6 separate regions of the Mus musculus genome follow, and regions 1, 3, 4, 5 and 6 are each linked to region 2. Evidence: chromatin contacts called from public Hi-C, HiChIP or PLAC-seq and promoter capture Hi-C data. All regions are on one chromosome and are shown on one strand. The core of a region is the stretch at or near the end of the contact, and the rest is flanking DNA. Distances in the headings are between cores, read along the strand shown. Region 1 holds the start of Ap4m1 (adaptor-related protein complex AP-4, mu 1). Region 2 holds the start of Brat1 (BRCA1-associated ATM activator 1). Region 3 holds the start of Zcwpw1 (zinc finger, CW type with PWWP domain 1). Region 4 holds the start of E130309D02Rik (RIKEN cDNA E130309D02 gene). Region 5 overlaps Tnrc18 (trinucleotide repeat containing 18). Region 6 holds the start of Rbak (RB-associated KRAB zinc finger).

What was found. Promoter capture Hi-C pulls out the DNA fragments that hold promoters and counts their contacts. A called contact is a pair of places that touch in the nucleus more often than the background predicts. HiChIP or PLAC-seq counts read pairs in DNA pulled down with a chosen protein or histone mark.
Region 1: a contact with region 2 is called in a promoter capture Hi-C map of the 3T3-L1 cell line, with 4 times the contacts expected there. The contact joins the promoter of Ap4m1 here to the promoter of Brat1 in region 2. A contact is called at or near these places in 3 of 39 promoter capture datasets (the 3T3-L1 cell line, liver and pre-B cells) and 1 of 9 other capture datasets (liver).
Region 3: a Hi-C map of B cells shows a contact between it and region 2, with 7 read pairs. The contact joins the promoter of Zcwpw1 here to the promoter of Brat1 in region 2. A contact is called at or near these places in 1 of 39 promoter capture datasets (liver), 2 of 484 Hi-C or Micro-C datasets (B cells and rod photoreceptor) and 1 of 9 other capture datasets (adipose tissue).
Region 4: a contact with region 2 is called in a Hi-C map of B cells, with 7 read pairs. The contact joins the promoter of E130309D02Rik here to the promoter of Brat1 in region 2. A contact is called at or near these places in 1 of 484 Hi-C or Micro-C datasets (B cells) and 1 of 115 datasets of contacts at active chromatin or transcription factors (astrocytes).
Region 5: an H3K27ac HiChIP or PLAC-seq map of large pre-B cells shows a contact between it and region 2, with 5 times the contacts expected there. The contact joins the enhancer-like site here to the promoter of Brat1 in region 2. A contact is called at or near these places in 4 of 39 promoter capture datasets (the 3T3-L1 cell line, the C10 cell line, cranial neural crest and 1 more) and 2 of 115 datasets of contacts at active chromatin or transcription factors (large pre-B cells and stem cell-derived neural progenitor cells).
Region 6: an H3K27ac HiChIP or PLAC-seq map of large pre-B cells shows a contact between it and region 2, with 6 times the contacts expected there. The contact joins the promoter of Rbak here to the promoter of Brat1 in region 2. A contact is called at or near these places in 1 of 39 promoter capture datasets (liver) and 1 of 115 datasets of contacts at active chromatin or transcription factors (large pre-B cells).

Annotation. Positions count from the first base shown.
Region 1 is chr5:138,169,917-138,173,300 of GRCm38.p6, forward strand. Ap4m1 (adaptor-related protein complex AP-4, mu 1) reads left to right here and starts at 2,105. Exons shown (of 15, transcript NM_021392.4): 1 at 2,105-2,332; 2 at 2,433-2,521; 3 at 2,871-2,977; 4 at 3,056-3,152. The coding sequence starts at 2,275. Mcm7 (minichromosome maintenance complex component 7) reads right to left here and starts at 1,967. Exons shown (of 15, transcript NM_008568.3): 1 at 1,810-1,967; 2 at 401-480. The coding sequence starts at 1,840.
Region 2 is chr5:140,702,986-140,706,440 of GRCm38.p6, forward strand. Brat1 (BRCA1-associated ATM activator 1) reads left to right here and starts at 2,026. Exons shown (of 14, transcript NM_181066.3): 1 at 2,026-2,090; 2 at 2,968-3,111. The coding sequence starts at 2,985.
Region 3 is chr5:137,786,492-137,789,452 of GRCm38.p6, forward strand. It overlaps Zcwpw1 (zinc finger, CW type with PWWP domain 1), which reads left to right and starts at 1,311. Exons shown (of 17, transcript NM_001005426.2): 1 at 1,311-1,454. It overlaps Mepce (methylphosphate capping enzyme), which reads right to left and starts at 210. Exons shown (of 4, transcript NM_144913.3): 1 at 1-210.
Region 4 is chr5:143,313,654-143,316,947 of GRCm38.p6, forward strand. E130309D02Rik (RIKEN cDNA E130309D02 gene) reads right to left here and starts at 1,707. Exons shown (of 6, transcript NM_172726.4): 1 at 1,250-1,707; 2 at 525-746. The coding sequence starts at 1,441. It overlaps Zdhhc4 (zinc finger, DHHC domain containing 4), which reads right to left. Exons shown (of 8, transcript NM_028379.5): 8 at 2,836-3,179. The coding sequence ends at 2,889.
Region 5 is chr5:142,745,723-142,748,733 of GRCm38.p6, forward strand. All of the region lies in intron 16 of Tnrc18 (trinucleotide repeat containing 18), which reads right to left. Among named protein-coding and RNA genes, the nearest start is that of Slc29a4, 45 kb to the left of the region's middle. Within about 2 kb of position 1,394, at least 7 of the 459 cell types and tissues checked have an H3K27ac peak or open chromatin away from gene starts, as enhancers often do.
Region 6 is chr5:143,179,288-143,182,417 of GRCm38.p6, forward strand. It overlaps Rbak (RB-associated KRAB zinc finger), which reads right to left and starts at 1,488. Exons shown (of 5, transcript NM_001045482.2): 1 at 1,262-1,488; 2 at 199-255. The coding sequence starts at 213. Spdye4b (speedy/RINGO cell cycle regulator family, member E4B) reads left to right here and starts at 1,730. Exons shown (of 8, transcript NM_001384193.1): 1 at 1,730-2,351. The coding sequence starts at 2,334.

The DNA of each region.
Region 1 (3,384 bases), core at 855-3,354, 2.5 Mb before region 2:
AGCTACACAGCGTGTTCTTGATGGTGGTCTGAGCCACACAAAGACTACCCCTAAAAACTAAGAGCTAGGAATGGATGAGGTGGCTCAGCAGGTTAGACATAGCCATCTAGCCAGATGATCTGAATTTGCTCTCTAGAACACACATGGTGGGAGAACAGACTTCCACAAATTGTCCTTTTGACCTCTACACATGCTATGGCATGCCCCTGTGAGCACAAACACATAGGAATAAACACGACTAAAACATCTAAGAAAACCCTTAAGCTAAAAACAAAACAAAAACCCAACTTTGTATAAAAACAATCAGAATCAAGTCATTCACTGATAGCCAGACTTGAGATAACCTTATACAAGTTCTTAACACGCCACGCCACTCCCCAGAACCAATCCTGAGACTTACCAACTGGGTCCCATACTTGAACTGCTTCTTTCCAAGCTCATTCTCGTAATAAAACTCTTGGAGGAACTTCTTAACTTTTTCTACAAATATAAAATAAAAACCAAGTCTTTGCAGTGAGGTGTAAAGACCACTGCTGCCAAGGACTAGAGTTCAATCCCTAGGGCCCACCCACAGGTTGGAAGAGAACAGAGTCCTGCGGGTGTCCAGCACTATGATATGCCCGTGCGATCTCACACACACAATAATGTAACAAAATAATGTAAAAATAAATAAAATAAACAATCAACTTTCCTTTTAGATTCTTTATTTCAAACTCTTAACAGAAACCTAAGAAACCCACTTTCACTTAAGACGAAACCTATGAACTAGTTAGTTAAATGAACATTGAAAACAAATCGACCAAGTTCTCCCCAAAGTAGGCAGTGTTCCTTTTCACAAGTCCGTTTTTACACAGAGAAGAATATAGGTCTTCGGGCAGCTACAAGAGTCTTACCCAACCTTCCCAAGAGAATTCCACACTCTGTCTTAATTAGGAATCTCAGTTTCTTCAATTCTCTCAGCTCGCTCCCAATCGACTTAAGGTCCTCGGCTCTCGCTCTACCAGTACAACTCTTTTTCTTAGGCTCCCGCCAGGACGTCCGCCACTAGGCCTCCTCTGCACTCATGCCCGGCTCCCGCCACTGCTTCCGCTCTTAGTAAACAAAGAAGCACATGGGCCCAGATTCCAGCCGCCTCACAGCCCAGGATTCCTCCGCCCGAGACGGGTGGCCGAGCGGGGATTGGCCAGAACGCCAAAGGGCCATTCGGGTCCACCACACTGCCACCTTTCGCCACCGGGCGCTTAGCCTCCCAATTCTAGGCACGCCCCTACCTACTGCAGCTATCTCCGAGGCCACCGCGCGGAAGGACACTGTTTACACACGACAGTCCCAAGATCGGGTAGCGCCACTTCCGCCCGCCTCTACTTCCGCTTGGAGGGCGGCCGAAAACAACCAATCGCGGCGCGTAGCGGTCTGGCAAGCCCCGCCTCTGGACTTCGGCCAGTCTCCAGTGGACGCGGGAATTCGCTAGCGCCCCGAGCAGCAGAGGCTGGCCCAGTAACCTAGTCCCTTGGGTCACGTATTGAATGCATTGAACCAAGTCACCCGGTCTCTACCGAGCGCGCCCCTCCTTTGTGGACTCCACTGGGTTCTCTCCATAACACAAACACATCACCTTTTCCAAGGAGGATTGCTTCCTCCATCCTTGACGCCCACTGCTTATTGCAGGCGCAGTTCGCCTGTCCTCGGAGTCACAGATCCCGGCTCACTCCCCCTCCCCCGCCCGACCCCAAGACTCCAGCACCCCTCAACAGGTGCAGGTAGAAGTTTCCCTCCGAGGACGCCGCCCCCAGCCCTATAGATCTTCACCTTTTTCGATCGCGTAGTCCTTAAGCGCCATCGCTGCCGGGGACGGTGTGGCAGGACTTGAAGGGCTCAAAAATCTCTCTCTGGGGAAGCAGAAAACGAACGCGCGGCGGGACGTAGCCGGCCAACCGAAATTGGCGCGAAACGTCGTCACCCATGTGACCCGTGCGGCTGAGAACCCGCCAATCAGATAGGGGGTTCCCAACTGCTGCCAGCCCCTAACTTTAACCAATCAATGGACGAGTCTAGATTGAATGACAAGGGGCTTGAGGGCGGGCCGTTGAAAGATTGCCAGATCCTGGCGGGTTGGACACCCTGTTTCCCGCGGTTCGAAATTAATGCTCGCGAGTGTGTGTGTGGGAGGAGTGTTTCTTAAAGCGCCAGCCTCCGTGCGGCCTTTTGTTCCGCGTCCACAAGGCGGGGTGGGTTCAACTTTCACCGTGTTCTCGTCTATCCTCCAGAACCGCCATGATTTCCCAGTTCTTCATTCTGTCTTCCAAGGGGGATCCGCTCATCTATAAAGACTGTATCCTTTGACCCGGGAGACGGGGTAGGGTAGCTGGGTAGAAATCGAATCCAGATCAGTCTGTGTCGCCTGTTCCTTAACTATCTTTCCACCTGGCTAGTCCGCGGGGACAGTGGTGGTCGTGATGTGGCAGAGCTCTTCTACCGGAAGCTGACGGGACTGCCTGGAGGCGAGTCCCCGGTTGTCATGGTAACTACTGTGGTTGGTGTGCAGGGCCTTAGAACTGTGGAGGTGGGTGAGTGCCTCCTCCCTGTCAAGGGCAGCTTGGTAGGAAGCTTGGGGGCGGGGGTGTGTGTGTGGGGAGGATTTGTTTATAAATGTTTTGAGTACTAACAAGAAGCCAGTTACAGAGCCATGCACCCTATTTTTTGACTATCAACAACTTTGAGAGGTAGATACTACCTTTCCACGTTAGGCGGCCAGGTCTTAGATCTGGGGCATCGCCCATCACTAGTAGACCTCAGGGTGCCATCTTGCAGGTTTCCTTACTACAATTCTGGTCTTTTCTTAATGGCCTCTGTCCTCAACTCTGCCTCAGTATCACGGTGATCGTCATTTTATTCACATCAGACACAGTGGGCTCTATTTGGTGGCCACAACCTTAGAAAACGTCTCTCCTTTCAGCCTTCTGGAGCTGCTTTCCCGGTGAGTAGAGTTGGGACAGGCACTTAAGAAGGAGGGCGTGTGAGGTTTATTCACACATAATTTGCTGTGTTTCCTTAGGCTAGCCACTCTCTTGGGTGACTACTGTGGCTCACTCAATGAGGGAACCATCTCACGCAATGTGGCGCTTGTCTACGAACTCCTGGATGAAGTGCTGGTAAAGCCCAAAAACTTTGGTCTTTTTAAGTTTATTTATTCACGTGTGTGTGTGTGTGTGTGTGTGTATTTGCCCACATCACTGCACATGTGTGGAGATCAGGTATCTTCTACTTGTTGTAGAATCTGCTAAATCCAATATAGATCCACCATAACTCAAGCACTAGGTCAATGCAGATGACAAAAAGGTATTGTAATCAAGCCAGTACTGATCAGTCAGGGCTGTAGAACAG
Region 2 (3,455 bases), core at 776-3,275:
CATTTGCCTCTGTGTGTGTGTGTGTGTGTGTACACGCGCGCGCACGCGCGCGCGTGATCCTGTCTGCCTCATCAATGCTGGGGTTACAAATGTGTATCGCTATGCCCTCCTTTTATTTTGTCCCCTTCCGCCCCCATCCCATCTCCTTTATGGATTCTGGCGACTCCTGTTCTTAGGCTTGCAAAGGGACTATTCCCCAGCACACATTCATTTTTTTGAGTAAACAGCTCTCTGCAACTGGGTGGCTTTGCAACATTAAGCTTAATACAAGGATTCTCCTGGGAGGTTTTTTTTTTCTTGCTTGTCTAAGGACCCATGATTTGCCAAAGAATAACAGCCCAGACTCAGTATGTAAACGCAGAGTAGTTTTTTGGTTTTGTTTTTTTTAAGATTTTATTTATTAGCCTGGCAGTGGTGGAACATGCCTTTAATCCTAACACTTGGGAGGCAGAGGCAGAGGCAGAGGCAGGCAGATTTCTGAGTTTGAGGCTAGCCTGGTCTATAGAGTTCCAGGACAGTCAGAGCTACACAGTGAAACCCTGTTTATTTATTTAATGTGTATGACTACACAGTAGCTGTCTTCAGATACACCAGAATCCGTTACAGATGGCTGTGAGCCACCATGTGGTTGCTGGGAATTGAACTCAGGACTTCTAGGAAGAGCAGTCAGTGCTCTCAACAGCTGAGCCATCTCTCCAGCCTGCAGTGATATTTTCTGCAGAAGCCCAACATGCTGGGGTCTCCCATTACCAAGATAGAGACAACCAAGCTCACAGGTCTGATTTCCAGGGCAGATGAGCATTATCTTACTCTATCTCTAGGCATTCGGGAACCATGCCCTAAAAGAGATTGTGTGTGTGTGTGTGTGTGTGTATGTGTGTGTGTGAGACCTCGGGGCTGGGAACCAAACTCTGTTCCTCTGGAAGAGTAAAAGGTATTCTTTACCACTGACCCATCTCTCTAGTTCCCGATGGCCTACTTTTAATCTTTATTAGAAGAGCAGGCTGAAGTTGTGAAGAGTTGGTAACAATGGATGGCAGACAGAAGGCAAGCGGGGATAGAGGACTGGGGCTGTGAAGAGCTACAGAAATACAGGCTTTGGTGACTGGAGGGTCCTGACACTCTAGACCCCGGAGTTTAGCGCTACCCGCTGTGGGAACCGAGGGTTTCAGCACCGGCTGTGCTGACTCACCTGCTGCTGCCCACACCTAACGCTAAAGCTGAAAGCAAGGGCTAGAAGACCCAGTAAAATTCGGAGACCTTAAAAGCCTAGACACAAGGCGGGTGTGGTGGTGCACGCCTTTAATCCCAGCACTCCGGAGGCAGAGGCAGGCGGATTTCTGAGTTCGAGGCCAGCCTGGTCTACAAAGTGAGTTCCAGGACAGCCAGGGCTGTACAGAGAAACCCTGTCTCGAAAAACCAAAGGAAAAAAAAAAAAGCCTAGACACGTGGCCTGAGGCCAGCGAGGCCTTGCCTCCCAGCGGAAAGCCACGCCCACACCGAGCCCGCCTGGGGACGCTCCGCCCACTGCCTGCGTGGGCACGTACCATAGAACGCCCTGGCGGGGACGTGATAATTCCGAGAGATTGATACAGTGTGAAAATGCCAAACTGCACACAGCTGGAGCGCGTTTACAGGGTTTGAACCTTAGGGGTGATCGGAACGGCAGGGTCATCACTGGTCTCCAAGCGCGTCAACCCCGCTCTTTACACCCCTCCCCATGTCCGTCACGTGGTACAGACTTAGGGCGGGGCCTGTGGAGACGGAAACCCGAGCAACACTGAGGGGCGGAGCCTATAGCAACGTGGAGAGGAACTTCCGTCAGGGGCGGTGTCTGAGGGGTGGGGCCTCGTTGAAGGCGGAGTGAGACTTGAAGCTGGCGAGGTGGAGCCAATTCCCGCGGCGGGGCGGGGCCTGTGCTGTTGGGCCAGGCTCGCGTTGCGTGAAGCGAACTCTGAGATGGGGCAGGACCTGGGGAGGGCGGGGCCTCGGCCAGCGTAAAGCGGAATTTGCGGAGGGGAAGGCGGGGCCTGCCTTAGACACCGGAACCTCAGCGGGCGAGGCGCACGCAGGCCGGGGTGGAGATCCTGGTAAGGCGGAGTTCGAGCTTCGGCCAGGCAGTCTAATGGTGCATTTTGCACTCTCGGGCCTAATTCCCGTAGCGGAGGGATGCGGGGGCGGGATTAGAACCCCTAGGCTAACTCGCAGTCGCCGAGAGCGCACCTCTTACCCGGATTTGGGAGGTACGGACGATGCATGTCAGGGTCCAGACAGCACAAAAATCATTGCCCTCCAAGATGCATATTTCTGTCTTGAAGAGACACTTAGTTGGAGGCCGCGGGGTTGTCACTTGCAGCCTCTATCGACTTGGGCTGTGACACCCACCTTCCTGCGCACTCCTCCGTGGCTTGGAGGATTGTCTCATCCAGGTTTCTCTTGACCGTTGGGAACGGATTTAGGGATCAGGTGCCTGGGTGAACAGTCTCCTGCGCACCTGGCTGATCCCCTGACTGTTCTCGCAGCTAGGTTAATAGACAGCTACACCCCCACCCCATAACACCAAACCCCCAAGTTAACAGGCTTTGACAGCAAAGGCCTTGTGGCTCTGACTAACCTGTCCTCACCCACAGAGCAGCTTCTAGGGCTCAATCCTCTTGTCCAGGTTCCCCTGGACTGAGCTTAGCATCTTTGTGGACTTAAGAGTTCTGGTCCACAGGGCAGTGGTGGCTTGCCTTTAATCCCAGCACTTGGGAGGCAGAGGCAGGCGGATTCCTGAGTTCGAGGCCAGCCTGGTCTACAGAGTGAGTTCCAGGACAGCCAAGGCTACACAAAGAAACTCTGTCTCAGGAAAAAAAAAAAAAGAGTTCTGGTCCACGTGAAGTTGTCTGGGCCCATCCCCCAGTTAGGCTGCCTGTAACTAGGGTAGTTGGTATCAAATCTGTGGCTGACCTCTCCCTTCCTCTGTAGGAACTGCCTGCCTGATCATGGACCCAGAATGCTCCAGGCTCCTCCCGGCTCTCTGTGCTGTTTTGGCAGATCCCAGACAGCTGGTGGCAGATGACACCTGCTTGGAGAAACTGCTGGACTGGTTTAAAACAGTGACAGAGGCAGGTGAGGACACGGCTTAGAGAATTGTCCATCCACGTGGTGTCTTTACTTCATTTCCTTGAGGCCCTGTGGCTGTGGCTGATCAGGGAGAGGGGAGATGGAGTACTAGGGACTGACCTGAACTGTGGAGTCATGTAGTGACAGTCCCATTGGCTCCGACCACAGTTCACATTAGGAGTTTGCAGAGCACGCACCTACCTTGTTTTGCTGTCTTCTATGTATCTGGCTTGTCTTGAAGAAGTCAGATCTCTGGGTGGGTGTGGTGGGACCTGTCATCTAAAAGCCAAGACAAGAGGACATTAACAACGCTAAATTTGGGTTCAAGGCCAGCCAGAGTTACATCCTTT
Region 3 (2,961 bases), core at 61-2,560, 2.9 Mb before region 2:
AGCCCGAGACGCCCACCGCCCCACACGGACACCCGACTTCCCTTCGCTGCTAAGTCCAAGCCCTACTGATATCCTTTGTCTCTGCCGTGCGATCCCACCCACCGTAGGCGGGGAACGGGAGCTGGTGTGAAAAGGTCTCCTTGACACCCGACCCTTGTTCCTGAGGAATGAGGCTCCGCCGTCTCCGCCCGGCTCTAAACCCAACAACCTCCCTGCCCCGCCTCCTTCCTCCCCCATCCCCGCCCCTCCTGGAGAGCGCCTGCGCACAGTCCTTTTGGACTTGCGCGGGTTGAAGGGGCAACACGTGCTGGAGATGATGTTCCGCCCCCTCCGCTCTAGGGGCGGGGAGTGTGACGTCGTTTCCTTAGGTTCATTACACGCAGCGTGCGTCAGCACGTTTCCAAGGGGCGTGCATTCCCAGCGAAAGAGGCGGGCTCATGAATTATTCATGAGCGATCGCTGGTCTTTTCCCCACCCCTTCCCCCCGCCCCCAGCCTATCTCATTAGAATTAGGACTTAGGAGAACCTGAGGAGAGGATGATAAAGTAGGCTAAGGAATCGAGACCATTGTCTCAAGAACTGTTATCAATAAAATGCAATATATTATTTAATATATTTTCTGAATTGAAAACAAACAAGTACTAAAACATCGAGATTGTCCAAACTCCTCTTCCCCTGAAATGGCCCAGTTGTTCAAGCGGCCCTCCTCCTTCCACCAGGGACAAACATCTAGAGAACTACGCCTTCCTCTCCTCCCTACACCTACGTCAGGCCTCGGACGCCGCTGCCATAGTGCAGCGCCTGCGTATCGGTCCCTCAGCGCCACCCGCTAGCGTTGCGGATTTTACAGCATTATCCCTGCAGCTAGACACACCGCGAATGTGGGCGGGAAAGGGTATCGACCTGTTTGGGCTCCTGTTTCGGCCAATGGGAAGCACTGATTCTATGCAGAATCCTCAGACTGATGGCTGGCGGAGTTTCCCAGTCCACAGACTATTTGTCAGGAAAGAGCACTGTAGAGGCAAGGGGGGAGCTCAAGATGGTTTCAAAATTTAAGAGGGTGACGACAACTAAAAGGTAGGGAGTGATAGCACGAAAACAGGAAAGAGAAAGCGATTTGAGGCAGAGATAAGAATGAAGTGCCTAGGGCGCTTCGCAGGATATTATGGGGGGGGGGGCGCGGAACTAAAGATGTCAGCGAGGATTATGGAACTTGTAGTTTCACTAGGCTTTCGTTCTTAAGATGGCGGGCTACTCCGGCTGCGCAGACGCAGAAGCAACTTCCAACTGCGCACGCGCAGCACCTGAGCGCACGCCGCTTGGGGGCGGAATTTGTCCGTGTCCTCGCGCCTTCTCCTGGTGGCGGGAAAAGTTGCTCGAGGTGGAAGGGATGTGCGGAATGGCTGCGACAGCGTTAGCTGCGCTTCACCTTTAGGTCCTCGTCGCCCCAGAAGGTAGTTGTCTTTTATGCGACTGCAGAGGAAAGTGTTAGTTGTGGTGACTCTCGGTACCTGTTGGCTGAGGAGAAATTTTCTCTTCGGAGCCACAGCGGACCTTAGCCCCTGCTCTTCAGAATCGCTAATCTTCAGAACAACAACAACAAAAAATAACCCAGTATTGCGGAGGGAAATGAGGCGTTGTGGGACAGCGAGGCTGAGCGGGAGCAAAGGGGAAGAGGCTTCCATGGTGGCGTTCTTGGTCCGGGAGAGTAGCGAAGCGTTACTTGACGCTCTGAGGGGAGGCGAGGGTTGTTTGCCTGGGTGAGATCTCTGCTTTTAATGGCCGTCGCGGAGAGAATTGGTAAAGAGAGAGGAAAAGTAGAAGACCACTCAAAGGCCTCCCCTCCGCTGTGGGGTTCAGTATACATGGCCCCGCATCTTGCTATCTGTAAGCAGAAAGGACGCGCGCCCGCCCTGCGAAGGCCTAGGGCACAAGGTCCTCGAAGCAAGAGCATCCCCGAGGGCAGCCTGAGGTCGGGACACGGGGGTTGGGGGGAGCGGGAGCGATCCAGAGATTGCGGTCAAGGATAGAAATGACTTTTTTTTTTTTTTTTTCCGAGACAGGGTTTCTCTGTGTAGCCCTGGCTGTCCTGGAACTCACTTTGTAGACCAGGCTGGCCTCGAACTCAGAAATCTGCCTCCCGAGTGCGTGCGCCACCACGCCCGGCTTAGAAATGACATTTAATGTCACGAAAGAAACTGTTTTGCTCACAGGTGACCACACATCTTCGGGGTTTCTTCCACCACCTCCCCCAACCCCCACCCCACCGCGCCCCGAGCCAATACACTTTACTGTGAATTTTATTTGTAATGTTCTGTGGGAAGTCTCGTTTGGGTAGTTCCTTCTGAGAGTAAATCTGGTGAGGGTAGGTAGAACATCTTTCTTTCTTTGATTCTTTCTTTATTTCTTTCCTTGTTTTCCTTGTTAAACGTTTAAAAGGTCTGCAGAACACAGATGCGTGCTCACAAAGTGAACTTAAAAACAGGTAAAACATGAGAATAGGCAGGAGTTCATAGGCTATTAGGCAATGTCAAAAAGCCATCAATTCCGTATTAAAGGGAATGAAATTTTCATTTATTCTATCATTATCATCATCATCATCATTTTTTTATGTGTGAATGCTCAGTCTGCATGTACACCTGCAGGCCAGAAGAGAGCATCAGATCCCTTTATAGATAGTTGTGAGCCATCATGTGGTTACAGGCACCCCTGGAAGCCAGTGCTCTTAATTCTTGAACCATCTCACCAGCTCCTCAGTCAGTCCCCCTCCCCTCTGCCTACACAGTGCTGCCATGCACCACCACTGCCAGGGCCCAGGACAGGAAATTTTTAAGTGAATTTATATTTTTTAAAAGTTTTATCACCCTTATTTATTTGTTGTTTGTTGGATGTGTGTGTTTGTGCACATGCTGTAGAGCATGGGGAGGCCAGAGGTCATCCTGTCCATGTTGTGTCATCCTG
Region 4 (3,294 bases), core at 457-2,956, 2.6 Mb after region 2:
GGCACAGGCAACCACACACACATCACACATGCACAGTAATACTAAAAGTAAGCTGGGTGTGATGGCATACACCTTTAATAGCAAATGCTAGGGAGGCAGAGACACCTGGTCTGGGTTGAGTTCAAGGCCAGCCTGGTCTACATTTTGAGATCCAGGACAGCCCAGGCTACATAATCAGAACCTGTTTCAAAATGAAACAAATCCTAATTTTACTACTTTGTGTACAAGAAGGCTACAATTCCAGAGCCAGACACGTGGACCCTATAATCCTCAAGAGACTCAGGTAGAAGGGTCATGAGGGTTGAATTCAGCTTGGGCTACATACCAAATTCTTTTTTCAAAAAAAAAAAGTCAATCAAAGAAACAAAAAAAATGTTTGCTCCATAAAAAAAACGGGACTGGGTGTAGCACCCAGGCAGGGATGATCGATGACATCACGCACGTGTAAAAGACCTCTACGAACATCCAAACTCTTGTTATCCTGTCTACGGAGACTGTGGGAGACGCTATTTCGAGAGCAGTACCTGGAGCCAGGAGGCCGCACATTCCAACACGGGGATCCGACACACGGCCACGGCCATGGAGACCAGCTTTCCCAACAAGCTCATTCGGCTGTCGTCGGCTTTGTTCCCTTGGGGGCTGAAAAGGGAGGAGAAAATGATCTGCCGCACAGAGTCCTTGCTTTGCTCCTGGAAGTAACTGCACATGATTTCAAGAAGCTGGAGCTCCTGGAGGGAATTCAGTCTCTGTAAAAACAAACCCGGAAGAGAAGCTGTGAGAAGAGGGCCTCCACCTGCCCCTTAGCTCCCACCCTAAGAGATTAGGGAAGTGGATGCTTAGAATCCCAGCGCACACGAGGCTGAGTCTAGCCGATAATGAGTTTCAGGCTGGCCCGAGATACATGGTACACAGAAAGACAGTGTTTGAAAAAGGAAAACAGATCTATTCTTTTTCCCAGGGTGTATTTTTTTCACCCTTCAGAAGCCTAAGCCCGGGGGGGCTTAACTCTATGAATAAGCAAAGGAAAAAACCCTGCATCTAGTTAAGCGACATCCCAGAGGGATGTTAAGTAGCCAGTTCACAAAGCCACCACCCCGGATCATTCATTGGTGGGCGACTGTCACACGCCTGCGAAACGGGCACGCGGCTGAGCAACGCCGCTGGACTGCAAGGCCGGGGGAGCGGAAAGAGGAGCGAGACCTCGGGGCGAGCTCCTGTCACCGAGCGAGGGCACGGCCGGGGCGGGCACCTTGGGCTGCGCGCCGCGCTCCTTGGGCACTTGGAACACGAACTCCTCCAGCAGCTCCACGGAGCCCTTGTCCACGATGGGCAACGGCGCGCTCTGCAGCTGGCTGCTGAAGTAGATGTCCAGGTGGTACAGCACCTCCTTGGCGGCGCTCAGCGCGTCGCGCCGCAGCAGCGAGTGGCGGATGTCGCTCATGGTGCGGCCGCCCTGTCCCCGCCGCGAGTCCTACTTCCGCCCGGAGACAAAGAGGCGCGACCGGCCTGGGCCCCGACGCGGGCAGGGTCGCGGCGCCCGCCCGCCTCTAACAGGCGCCAACCCGCTCAGGGGACCATCGTCGCCGCTGCCGCCGCCGCCACGGGCCAGCGAGTATCCTGGGGTCCGACTGCGGCGCCGCCCAGAGCCGCGGGAGCCGACGCCGCTCGGCCGAACCGGCGGCTGAATGGCGACGGCGGCCCGCAGGGGCCAAGCTCGGGCTGCGGCCGCGCGCTCTCGTGGGCGCCCCCTGGCGGTGAAGCCCGCACGGGCAAGCACGAGGCCCCGCCCCGCCGTCTTCGCAAGAGTTTCTCCGGCTTCAGAGGTGTTTGATTATCAGACACTCGGAGGTGTTCTGAGCCGGCACCACGCACCCAAGCCTTCTCATGCTCCCCTCCAACCAGGACGTGCTCTGATCGCCCCCGGGAGTGGGGCGACTACTAGGACAAATGATGCTTGTAAGCACCCCCACGCCCTGATCCTTCTGTTCCAGGGTCAGTGTTTCCAAATTCTCTCCTGACTCCTGGACCCTCTTAACTGCTATGCTCTAGCCCAGCCCAGGAGGACTATGGGAATCTTAGTACAAGGTTTAGCCCACGTGCTCCCTGTTCCTGAAAACCCTCCCACCCTACAACACTCCCACTCCCCAGCTCAAGATTTCTATACAATCTATGGGCGATGGTTTATTTACAATTTATACTAAACTAGCTGTTAATGAAGACTGGAGATTTTTTTTTTTCTTTTGGTTTTTCGAGTCAGGGGTACTCAGTGTAACCCTGGCTGTCCTGTAACTCACTGTGTAGACCAGGCTGGTCTCAAACTCAGAGATCCACGTTCCTCTGCCTCCTGAGTACTGTGATCAAAGGTGTGCACCACCACCGCCCATCGGGGAGTAGAGATTTTAAACAGAATGGAAAAGTCTTGCGTGTGGCTCACAAATACAATGACTAAGAGGCCTATGGCTGAGAGGATTTAGTTAAGATGATAAAGGGCCCCTGCCTGGGAAAGAACAGACCAGGGAGAGAGTGCAGCTGGGCACAGCCCAGAGACTCTCTTGTACATCAGGGAACAGACTTTATGGTCCTAGTTCAGGCGCCCAAGGGTGCAGTGAAAGAGGCAAAGGCCTCCTTGTCACCCAGAGCCTTGGACATCTCTTGACCCTTCTCACACTAGGACCTCAGAAGTTACTGGATCTAGCAGAATATAGGCAGGAGGGAAATCTGCCCTGGGAGACACGAGAACTCAGCAAGCCTAGCTTCCCATCTCTTTTTCCCCACTAAAGCCCACTCACGCCCACACAGCAGAAACCAACACAGACAATGATGAGAAAACAAATATCCATGTGTACAAATAGGTGTGCACTGTATTTAAAAGGCAGGGCACTTCCGCTCTATTTCTCCTTTTTCTTGTAACTGGGGGTAGCAGGTAGAAAGATCTCTCGAAGGTTGCTCCTAAACCCGTGGGAGTGAATGTTCTGGTGGATCCGGGGCTCAGCTGATGGGGACCAAGCCACCAGAGGCCAGCGCTGGCACCAGGCCCAGTCGCCTTTATACCATTCATTTGTGGTCTGGTTGGTGGCAGCCAGGTACAGAGCAAAGCACAAGTAGCCAGCCAGGAGCATGCTCAAAACGATGACAAAGCCCAGTAGGAAGACAATCCTTGGAAATGCCAGGAACAGATGCTGTGGGCAGAAAACCAGAGTGTTAGCAAATAGCCTTCAATGCCTGAGCACCAGCCCTGACCCTGTGGTGCAGACTCATCACTCAGCTGACCTTCTGCATCAGATCTGACCCACC
Region 5 (3,011 bases), core at 144-2,643, 2.0 Mb after region 2:
TAAACTGTTTCTTCTTGTCTTTTATCAGGATAGTTTATCACAACAACAGAAAGGTAGCTAGGACAGCCAGTAAGATGCTCATGCTTAAGAGCTTGTACCAAAGCCGGACGTGGTGGTACAAGCCTTTAATCCCAGCACTCGGGAGGCAGAGGCAGGCGGATTTCTGAGTTCGAGGCCAGCCTGGTCTACAAAGTGAGTTCCAGGACAGCCAGGGCTATACAGAGAAACTCTGTCTCAAAAAAACCAAAAAAAATAAAAAGAGCATGTACCACTCTTGTAGAGGACCCAAGTTCAGTTTCCAGGATCCACATGGGAGTCACCTGTAACTCCAGCTCCTGGCAACACCTCTGGCCACTGTGCACCACACACATGTGCATATACTCTCTCTCTCTCACATATGCAATTAAAAAGAATATTTAAGAACAAAAAGGGAAAAGTTTATTAGTTCCTCAAAAGGCTAAAGGAACTTTACAAATTGCCCAGCAATTTGAGTACAGGAGAATTAAAACGTTTCCTCTCACACACAAACCCAGCACACAGACAGTTGAAAGAGTAGCATTAGCTACAAAAGCCTAAAAATAGAAACAACTCAAATATGCATCCACTAGCAAGCAGATGTGTCTCAGAGCTGTACCACGGAGCTATATAAAAACATGGCGTCCTAGCAACCGTTACTATGATGAACTTCAAAATCAAAATGAAAGGTGCTACACACAGGGCTACGTACTACAGGGCCTACCTCATTCTACATACTGTCAGAAATAGGTAAATACAAGAAGAAGAAAGAAATGGTTGGCTAGAACTAGAGGATCTATTTATTTAATTGCTTGCAGGGAGAGAGGGAGGGAGGGAGGGAGGGAGGGAGGGAGGGAGGGATGAAGGGAGACAGGTAGATGCACAGTACATGTATGAAGATCTCTCCTTCCTTCATGCACCGTGAAATACATGTCCCTTATACACATCACCTACATGATCATAATACTTGTTTTTAGAAAACTGAAAAAAAAAAAAAAAACCAGAATAACTATGGAGTGTCAGATAAAAGTGGATTTTAGAACAAAATATAATCCCAGAGAAGAGAAAGGAATACTTCTCAACAGTGAAGATCAAGAACTAACAAAATAATCAAAAACTTGCGTGTGCTCAATAACAGAACTACAAATACATAAAGCAGAAACTGACAGAATTAAAAGGAGCGGTAGTGAACTGTGCAGGTTCCAGTTGCAGATCTTAACGCTTATCTCTAGTACAACGGAAAAGAGTAAGTGTGAACTGTAGAGAACCACGCGGGCGTGACTAAATGGTTAACAGAGTGTCAGTACACATTACGCGTTTACCTCCTAAGAAGTACCATAGAGTTTCAAATTAATTTCCTTTTTCATTGAAATTATTGAATGTACTTTCCAACTAGAATGGGAGCCAAGCAGAGATCTGCAAGAAGACCAAGCAACTACCCTCAGATGTCTGGAGAATAAATAACTTTCTGAGTCATCAATGGATCAAAGCAGAGATCACAAGAGAGATTCAGAATGGTCCCTGAATAATGAGAATCCGCACGCATCAAAACGTGGGAGATGAAACTGAGGCTGTGTCTTCAGAGAGGTTTGGATCTCTGAACAAACGCTTCTTTTGGAAAAGAATAAGGTCTCAAATCAGTGACCTAAGAGGCTACTCTGAAAAAACAGGAAGTGGCTACAAATGACTGACACGCCCAAAGAAAGCAAAGGAAGCAAGGATCAGCAATCAGTAAGTAAGGAAGCTTGTCCATCAATCAGGCCTGAGGACCTGGACTCAATCCCTGGAACCCACACGGTGGAGAGAACCGACTCCAGAAAGCTGTCTTCTGATCGTCACACAAGCACTACGTACTTCACACAAGTACATGTCCACACGCACACATGAATGCATGCATACAAATAAATAAATAAATGTGAATGAATGAATGAATGGGAGAGGGGAATTAATGAAACAGGTAAGTTCTAGCCAGGCTGATCAAGGGAGAGTATATCAGCAATAAGAGAAGAAAAATTACTACCAACCCTACAGACATTACAAGTATGGGGTGGGGGTGAGGGGACACTGGCTAGACAGACGGCTTAGTGGTTAAGAGCACTGGCTGATCTTCCAGAGGACCTAAATTTAATATCCAGCACCCGTATGGTGGCTCACACCATCTATACCTCCAGCTCCATGGAATCTGATGCTTTCTTCTGGCCTCCATGGGCACCAGGCACACAACTGGTGCACATACATGCACACACGTGGGCAAAAGACCCACCTACATAAAAGTGTAACAGGAGCTGTAGCGAGAGCTCATTCAGCAGCTAAGAGTGCTTGCTGCTCTTACAGAGGAGTCTGGTCCTCAAGTAATGTTGGCTTCCATGACGAGAAGCAGTCTAGTGATCTAGTAACAGTCCGTATGTTTGATACCTCACGCTGGATACCACTGAAGTAAATTTTGAGAAACTTGTGTCTCTGAAAGACATTAAGAGGTAAGTTGGCGAGGGAAACCTGTTACCATTTGCTGGTGATGATCATGACCTAAGAGATGGCAATAAGAGACTAAAATATCTTCTGCTATCTTCTGAGGCACCCCCAGAATCATGCATGTGTCCCGCTGTCTGGACTAGAGGATGTTCTACATAGAGCTGCCCCAGTGACAAGGTTTCCTTTCAAAGCTAGAAGTTGCTGCCGGAGAAATCTGGAAATAAAATTCCACAAAGTGAATGGGAGGAGAGGTGGCCTGCACTGGGTCTGGGTTGGAGGTTCACATACCAAGCATTAGATGACTTCATACATTATCTGTGAAAATGCCCAAAGCTCTCAGGTTGAAAAAGAGGACAAGTCTGGCTCAGGATACTCTGGTAGAACTTCCAGAAGGATTCGTACACAGAGAAAAATGGAGGAGGGGATTGAAGAAGCATGAACAAACCAACTAGGGGCCAGCAAGATGGAGCAACAGAAAAGGGGGTCTGCCACCAAGCCTGGTGACCTGAGTTCTATTCCCAGAA
Region 6 (3,130 bases), core at 238-2,737, 2.5 Mb after region 2:
TCCACGACCATCCTACTTACTTATTAATTATTCTATGTATGGATGCTCTGCTGCATGTACACCTGCATGCCAGAAGAGGGCGTCAGATCCCTTTAGAGACCACTCCACTACCATTCAAGAACAGACCTTTGAGTAAGTCTTCCAAAATACATTACAAAGGAGTCAGAAAAAAAAAAATTACAAACGGGAAAAACTTACCTTTGATCTGCTCATGTTCTGCTCCTCTTGGGGGAACTGTAGACACTGCTGACTGACCTGCTGGAGGAAAAGCTCGCTGAAATCGGAGATTAACTGGTCTACACAGGGACATGTCTCTCGCCTGGGAACCACCAAGTGAAATCGCAGCTTATACACACTGCAGAGGTGATAGGAAGGAAATCACAAACCTAACTCCAACAGGTGGAATGGGGGGTGGGAGGCGAGGGGGGGCGGGTACAGTTCTATGATGAACACTACGCTGCCTTCTTTTTATCCACGGGCATTTGGTGTAAAGGTGGGGGAAACAAGGGTACTTATTTTATTTCCTATTCAAACTGTTGCAAAATATGTCACAGTGAATGAGGATTCTGGGCACTATATATATATATATCTGGGATCCATGTTCCATGAGGTGACATACATGCAATCCCAACTCTCTGGAGGCGGAGACGGGAGGATCACCCACTACCAGAACAATATGTGCCACAAGGAATCCACGCCTCAAAAAAACTAAAACACAAAAAGGAAAAATGGTCCAGATGGATAGACGTCCGACAAACAGGGATAAAGCGTGGTTTGTTTTCAAACTATCCAACTAAACTTGGTTACTGCTGCATATCTTAAAAAGGGACTAAGGGAAGAAACTAGAAAACAATGGCACTCATTTCAACACAACCTTGATTAAGTCTCACACCTGTCGCAGACTCAGTCTTCCTTCACGAGCAGAAAGAAGTAAAAGCAGATTTTGAGCACTAGACCATTACGATGCCTCAAGGGCAGACTCGGGGGGGGGGGGGACCACAGACAGAGCAAGAGAGCTGATGGACGCTGAGTGACACCGTGGGAATCTGGAGCCCTTGAGTTCTTCAGTGCCTGCACTCTGTCCTCGGGACTGACCGTGCAGCCCAAAGCGATGCAGCTGTCCCGCTGTCAGCCCGACCACCTCGACCCTCCCAGGCGCCGCAAGCTGGGGACAGCGGGGTGCCCGGGTGAACTGACTGGGCACCATCTGTGCCCAGCATCCCTCCCGCAGCCCCGATCGCTCTGCGCCCTCGGGCCTCACCGAGCAGGCGTCTCCGCTGCCCCTGTCAGCCTCCGCGCCGAGCTCTCGCTAGGCCTCCCTAGCCCGCACAGCCGAGTCTGTTCGCTGCCGCCCCGGAAGCTCCGGCCTCGGCCCTGCAGGCTCGGCAACTCCAGCTTAGCGAACGCAAAGGCTGCGGGAGGGAAGGTAGCCTCGACACACCAGACCTGCAGGAAGTCACCACGGCGCAGTGGCCCAGCGCAAGCGCGGGCACGCGCACAGGCCGCGACGCGCATGTGCAGCATCTTCCCGGAAGTCCGAGTTCCAAGGCTCTCCTTTCTCCCCAAGAATTGCACAGAAACTCTGTGTCCCAGACGCCTTCGCGCGCCACTGCATCTAGGGATCCTCGCGCAAGAACTTACCTCCTCCCAGCAGTTTGGGGGAGGTGCTCTGAGAGCAATGGCTGCCTCCAGCCATGCTCTTACCTTCTTGTTTGTCCTCACTCCCTTTGAGCCTGGAGAAACGGCCTGCTGCGTGAAGTCCCAAGTCTTGTCCCTGGCTCAGGACTCCTAAAATAAGAGGAAGATTGTGTTAGAAGGAAAGAAAACTGAGTGTCATTCTCGATTAACCAAACTTCCTTGAAGTACTAGGTACAAGAAATAACCAGCTGTGCTTTACAAAGAAGGAGGCACAAACACTAATGGTGGGTTTCTAGAACATACGTCTAATGCCCAGAAACTCTAAAAAACAGAACCAGAAAGAGAACACAGAAAGAAGAAAACACCTACCTGCAATGTGATCTCTGAAAGGTGATATTTAGGGCCGGGCGACAATGACAGTTTTCAACGATGGTTACATTATGATGAACGGCTCCTCGATTTCTTATTGAATTAATGCAACGACGTTCTTGGCCTAGTTCTTCATAAAGACGTTGGCGTCAAAATTAATAACAAAGCCTGTCAATAGAAAAAGTTCTCTGCGCCGATGCAGAGAGTAACGTTTTCATCCCAGAAGCACCAAGCGCCTTGGAGCGCCAACCCTAGGTAATAAACTGCTGAGCAACCAGCAGGAGACAGAAGCATCACGAATCCCTCTCAGATGCTGCAGGGCACACATGGTCTCAGGAGAAAGGGTGAGCCCTCCTCCTCGGAAGGCCTGCACTGCCATGGGGCACCTTCTCCCAGGTTCTCACCTCACCTGGTCACTGAGGTGCCCACCTGAGCTGGCTCCTATCTCTTAAACCAAAAGCTTCCCTTCCCCGTGGCAAGCAGGGGTTACGTCTCTGAATGAGGGGCCTGGGCTAAACTCCCCAGGTGACAGGGAGATAGGAACACTCTTTTCTCCAGGTTTACATTGCACAGATGGGACTCAGGCCTTTCAGAAAAGGAATTCCTTGCTTGCAGTGAGGACATTCAAGCTCATATAATTTTTGTATTGAGAGAAGATTTCGGTTTGTACACACATACGGAACAAGGGTTGCCAGTCAACAGACTGAGATCCTTCTGCTCTGCACAGATAGGAGAAGCTCAACCTGTGTGGGCCATCCTAGGTCTACTGGCTGGACCAGCAGGCCTACAGGCTTTCAGCTCCAAGTCCTGACCTAGGGCTCTATTGCCTCAGGCTTTAGAAACTAGACACTTAACGTCCTAGCCTTTCACCCACCAGTGACCCTGGCACCCGGCAGTTGTTGTAATATGTGGCCTCCAGCAGAAGCAGCAGGCAGCAAGTGTCCCTGCTAGTGATAATGATCCTAGATGGACATCAGGTATAGTGAGTGACCTCTCAACTACTACAGACAGGACTGGAACAGCTCTTGAGTCCAAGGTAGATTCATAAGTTCCCCAGGTGACAGGGTTGTTCTCTTCCTTGAGGTTTGCAATGCATAGAAAGGGGCTCTTGGGTCTTTCAGAA